2 separate regions of the Pan troglodytes genome follow, and region 2 is linked to region 1. The links are chromatin contacts, called in public Hi-C maps. All regions are on one chromosome and are shown on one strand. Each heading gives the region's core, a stretch centred on a gene start, on an enhancer-like site or on the middle of the called end of the contact. The rest is flanking DNA. Distances are from core to core; before and after follow the strand shown.

Region 1 (2,759 bases), core at 218-2,717:
GCTGGCATAGTGTATGCAAACGCCCTGAGGCAGAAAAGAGCTTGATGTGCATAATATTTAGATTGTTTCATTTGTATTTCAAATATTGTTGCAGTGAACATTCAAGCACAATGCCTGTTGTGGGATTATTTCCCTAGGATGGAATCCCACACCACTGCTTCTTTGCATCGTTTTCTCTGTCTAGTGCCTGGAGATGTTCCTTTTCCCCTCTCTAGATAGTTTGCCTTTCAGAATCCGTGTCCTTCCTTCCCCTTTTACTCTCCACTTTCTCTATTTCTCAAATTAGCTATTAAGATCTTTTTTGTGTTCTTACAGGAGAAAGATAAAATATAGATTTTAAGCGTTCCTTTCTCAGGTTACCTTTGGCTGTGGATTAACCTGAAGCCTTGCTGTTTCACTCGAGCTATCCACTCATTCACCCATTCACTCAGCACTTATTGAGCACCTATTTTGTACCAGGCCTTGTGCTGAGCGCTATAGTCAGATGACCAAATTACAGTCTCTACGCTCAAGCTCACAATCTCATGCAGCGCTTCCTAAAACGTGTTCCCAATGTATCAGAATCACCCTGGGTACTTTCTAAAATGCAGATTCCTGGACTCCACCCCCGGTTTAGGGATTCTCTGGGGGTGGAATCCAAGAGTCTGCATTTACCAGTTTTGTTTTTAATTCCTACTAAAAATTGAGAACCACTGAGTGCAAGAGTGAGGCAGGTAAATGGAGTTTACAACTCTAAGAAAGTGCATTAACAATTTATACACAAGGCCGGGCGCGGTGGCTCACGCCTGTAATCCCAGCCCTTTGGGAGGCCGAGGCGGGAGGATCACGATGTCAAGAGAGATCGAGACCATCCTGGCCAACATGGTGAAATCCTGTCTCTACTAAAAATACAAAAATTAGCCAGGCGTGGTGGCGGGCGCCTGTAGTCCCAGCTACTCGGGAGGCTGAGGCAGGAGAATTACTTGAACCTGGGAGGCAGAGGTTCCGGTGAGCCGAGATCGTGCCAATGCACTCCAGCCTGGCGACAGAGCAAGACTCCATTTCAAAAAAAAAACAAAAAAAAAAACAATTTATACACAAAATGCTACGGGAATAACGCATGGGTCCTATTGGGAAGAAAAAGTTCTCTAGAAGTCAGGCTTAAGCAGAACTGCAGCTCCGGGACGGATTAAGTCAGGTAAAGGTAACACTCTGTGCAGAGACATGCAGACAAAACCGAGTGTTGAGTAAGTAACTCGCCTGTAAGTGTTATGCTGCCTGAAGCTTCTCGGAGCGTCTGAGCAGCAAGGTGAACAACCCTCAGAAACTGGTCGCGCTGCCAGTATTATCGCTAACCAGTGGCAGCGAGCCCCTTTGTTTCTCGCGCAGTTGTAATTGTAGTCTGGTTTGTAGGTGGAGCTGTGCGCAGGCGCACCTAGAACCAGGTGACCTTGCACATGCGCTGTATGTAACACTGAAGCCAAAAGCGAAATGATTGAGGGCAATTTTTCTTTTCTGCTTCCGAAATGTCCCTTTCGCGAATCCAGAGACCCTGACCGTCCCCATTTCTGGCTAGGGATCTTATAATTCTTAAAATAATACCCCCTTCCCTTCAGGGCCTCTCTAGTAAGTCGGCTGCCAATACCCAACATGGCGGCAGGCCCTGCGCCGGCTCAGTCTGCCTATAGGTGCAGGACTTGGCGGGGCGGGCCCCTCCCAAAGGGCGGGAGTTTGGGGGGCGGGGCCTGGCCCTCTGCCTCGGGGTGGGCTCCGCCCCCGTCCCACGCAGGGCCTTAGCAGCGGCTGCCGCAGCTCAATCGCAGAGCAACTAGCCGGGCGTCTGCGGGAGCCGAGCGTGGTGAGGTGGGGCCTCAGGGGCAGGCGGGAGGTGCTCGGGTTAACCGTCCGAGGCCCGGAGACCCGCCCGTCTAGGGCGCCTGAGGGAATCCCGTTCAGGCAGCGGCCTCTTGTTACCCGGGGGGAACCCGAGGCCCAGAGAGGGGCTGGGACGCGTCGTTAGGGCCCGGGACCCGCTTGCCTCAGCTTCCTGCTGCCGCCAGCACGCTGAGCTGCAGTCGGCGCCGAAGGAGAGCTTCCTGACCCTCGTGTCCAGTAGCCGCAATCCCAGGCTGGGAGGGCGAGGCGCCGCGCTCTGCCGCCCCCCCGCCCCTCGCTCCCTGTGTCCTGGCGGATTTGCACGTAATCTATCCGAAAGCCCAGTCCCACCCGCCACCCGACTCTGGAGCTCCCATTCTTCAGGACCCTGCTGAAGTATCACTTCTCAGCCGCCTTCTCCAGGCGCAGCTGCATTCGCTTCTCGGTTTTTGCACTCGCTGTGCACCGAGTTACTTTCCCGGCCCCTCGTTGACACCGTAAGCTCGTTCGTTAGATGTTATGCCTTGCCTTTTTCATCTCTAGATCCCAGGGCCTAGCACGTGATGATAATAGCCATGGCTTACTGTACGGAATGGTCACAAATTGTCAGGTGCTACTGAATGCATTACACACAAGGGCCCATTTATTTATTTATTTAGAGACGGAGTTTCGCGCTTGTTGCCCAGGCTGGAGTGCAATGGCGCGATCTCGGCTCACCTCAACCTCCGCCTCCCGGGTTCAAGCGATTCTCCTGCCTCAGCCTCCCAAGTAGCTGGGATTGCAGGCATGCGCCACCACACCCGGCTAATTTTATGTTTTTAGTAGAGACGGGGTTTCTCCATGTTGATCAGGCTGATCTCGAACTCCCGACCTCAGGTGATCCGCCCGCTTCGGCCTCCCAAAGT
Region 2 (2,892 bases), core at 267-2,766, 240 kb after region 1:
TGCCTTAAGACACTCTCAACCCCTCAGGCACTGCCTAGAGGAGGCCTCAAACATTCTTTTGTTCCCACAAAACTACCCACCAAATATCAACCTAATACACTCCCACTCACAACCCATCCCAACTCGGATTGTTCTGCCTCCCCTCAGGTAGTCTACAAACACTGCCTTGTTCCGACATCTGTTTCTGCTGGTGTTTCCATTCCTGCCAGGTAATGTGATCTATAAGAGGCTGGGACAGGACAGGGCCTAGGCAAACACCCCTGGTCACACATTGGTGAAAACTTGCATTAGTCTTTTAACCCGTTTAATACTTGTCCAAGTTCACACAGTTACTAAGTGGCCGTTCTGCTCATTCCAGAGCCCATGCTTTTAACTACTAATATAGAGCCTGCGCTGAAGTGATCTGACCAAGGTCAATTGCTAGTGAGTAGTAAAGCCAATGCCAGTGGCCTCGAATTTAAGCCTCCCGACTCCTCGCTCAGTGCTTTTTCCAGCACACCTTCACGGCTCTCACTTCTCCAGGGATTCAGCCATTTCTTTGCGTGATCACGCCCATCATTTACTTCCTATAAGCAGCCTTGGGAAAAGCTTCATCCTTACCAGAGGAGTTGTAGCTTGCACATCCATATAGAGAGGTCGCAGCACGGGCCCCGCCTCCGGGACAGCGGCTGTATCTGCGGGAACCGCAGACTGAGGAGCATGGTCTCCAACTGATAAAAAATGGAACAGAGTAGCCAAATAAGACCGAAGGCAACTATGAACGCATGGCATCCAAAGGGCAGAAGGAAAAATCTGGCTGGAGGTGAGATAAGTGTAAGGGATGCTAGGGTCGAATCTTAATGGAAAGAAAACAACACCAGATACCTGACACGCTGTAAAAGGAGGTAAGGGAGAAGGAGAGAGGGTTCCTGGAGGGGGTGTTGAGTTGATATTCAAATAGTATCGTAGGAAGGAAGGCTCTAAAGGGCAAAGACGTTTAGAAGGAACGTGGAGCCAGAGTAGGTGCAGTCCCTTCTGACCGAAGGTAACGGTCTGCACGGGAGCCCGGAGCAGCATCTGTAACTTGGCCAGGAGCGGTCTGAAGGACGCGCCTCCACGGCTCTGGGGGCCTGTCGCGCAGGGTGCGAGGGGTGGTGCGCCGGGGTCAACCGTTCGGGGACCCGCCTAAGAAAGTTTGAGGGATGTGTCATTTGAGAGAAAGGGTCAGAGGGTCTGGGCAGCAGGGTGGACAGGAAGGCTCCGGAATATTCAGTTGCGTCGCCGCGCGGAGGGGACAGGTCCGCGCCTCCCGGAGAGCGGGACCCGAGCGTACCGCGCAGGCGCAGCCCCCGAGTGGGCGCCGCGGGCTTCGGCCCTGGAGCCGCTGTCACCGCCACTGCCGCCCGCCTCCAAGCGGCTCGGAGCAGCATGGTCCCGCTGGCAGAGCCCACCTTCCGAAGCCGCTGCAGTCCTGGGCCCCAGGCTCCCGGAAGTGCTGCCCGGCGCTCCGGAAGCGATTCATCGGGCCGCGAGCGCCCTCCCCGTCGTTTTCCGTGAGAGACGTAGAGCTGAGCGACCGAGGCCGCGAGCGAGGTGAGGTAGGCGCCGGGCGACGCGGGGCCGGAACGCGAAGAGGGTGGTGGAGTCGGGCTACCCACTGATTTTCCTTCCCTTACTTCCCCTGAGCCCTTGGGCCCACTTCCCAGCCTACCGCTTCCGTCCCCGCCCGCCTGGGCCCACACTTTCCTATCCCCCGCAGATGCCGGTGGCCGTGGGTCCCTACGGACAGTCCCAGCCAAGCTGCTTCGACCGTGTCAAGATGGGCTTCGTGATGGGTTGCGCCGTGGGCATGGCAGCCGGGGCGCTCTTCGGCACCTTTTCCTGTCTCAGGTGAGGGGCGCGGGCGGTGATCTCTGGGCAGGACAACCAGACCTTCCGGCCCTACCCCATTCGGCCTGGAGCCTGAACACAGCCTCCTTCTTTCGACTTCCCTCTCTGTCCCCTCGCGAGCCAGACTCATTCCAAACCACCTTCAATCTGTAAAGTCAGGTTGGAAGCGTCAGTGCTTAAGAATTTGAGGTTTAGAGTCAAAATGCTTTCTGGCCCTTTTCTTACTGGTTCGGTGACTTTAGGCAAGTTGGAGACTGGGTTTCCTTAAGTGTAGAATGAAGACAGTAGCATCTAACTTATAGAGTTGTAAAAATTCGATCAGCACACTTTGCACAGCATCTGGCACATATTAAGTGCTCAGTAACTAGTTACTACTGTTGCTTTTATTTTTTTTTCCAATTGCGCATAAGGAAAGAAACTCGTTCAGCGGTTTTACTATTCTGGATACAGGATACAGAGATAAAGCAGTTAAACTTTACACTCTAAAGGTCATTTTCACATTTAGAGGCTGTTATTGCCATATCCCTAGATTGTAAATTACCATTTACAGAGCACTTACTCTATGTTAAGCACTGTGCTAAATACTGTAGTTTTCAAAATCCTGTAAATAATGTTGAGATGCCCATTTTACACTTGACACTATGTGTAAATTGTAGAGCTGACTCTTGAACCCCAACCTTACTCCAAAATCATTAACACCAAGAAACTAAAAGACAGATGTCTTTATTGGGTCTTAAACTGCAGGCAACACCAGTCCAAAAAGCTGGTTTCTCTATGTATTTTACACTGCATCTGCTGCCTCCCACAAACTGAAGGCAGTTAATACGACATCCACCAGAAAAATACCCTGGAGACCCAGATGGATCTTTTTCCTTCTCATTACCCACCCCAGGTAGTAAGATATAATATCCAGTAAGTGGAAAATCAGATGTAGGGGTTGCTAGACTAGTGTTAGCAAAAAATTGGAAAGGAGCAGTTAATACTCTGATATTTTTGTTACCAAATAGCTCCATCTTGGTTTCC

The links. A called contact is a pair of places that touch in the nucleus more often than the background predicts.
Region 2: a Hi-C map of stem cell-derived neural progenitor cells shows a contact between it and region 1, with 4 times the contacts expected there. The contact joins the promoter of NFS1 here to the promoter of CEP250 in region 1. A contact is called at or near these places in 1 of 7 Hi-C or Micro-C datasets (stem cell-derived neural progenitor cells) and 1 of 1 datasets of contacts at active chromatin or transcription factors (stem cell-derived excitatory neurons).

What each region holds. Positions count from the first base shown.
Region 1 is chr21:41,687,766-41,690,524 of NHGRI_mPanTro3-v2.0_pri, forward strand. It overlaps CEP250 (centrosomal protein 250), which reads left to right and starts at 1,468. Exons shown (of 35, transcript XM_003316881.5): 1 at 1,468-2,351. MIR1289-1 (microRNA mir-1289-1) reads right to left here and starts at 689; the gene lies at 546-689. LOC134809171 (a long non-coding RNA gene) reads right to left here and starts at 1,330. Exons shown (of 2, transcript XR_010154206.1): 1 at 1,240-1,330.
Region 2 is chr21:41,931,782-41,934,673 of NHGRI_mPanTro3-v2.0_pri, forward strand. It overlaps NFS1 (NFS1 cysteine desulfurase), which reads right to left and starts at 1,517. Exons shown (of 13, transcript XM_001165456.7): 1 at 1,313-1,517; 2 at 601-710. The coding sequence starts at 1,409. ROMO1 (reactive oxygen species modulator 1) reads left to right here and starts at 1,462. Exons shown (of 3, transcript XM_009437107.4): 1 at 1,462-1,572; 2 at 1,739-1,869. The coding sequence starts at 1,739.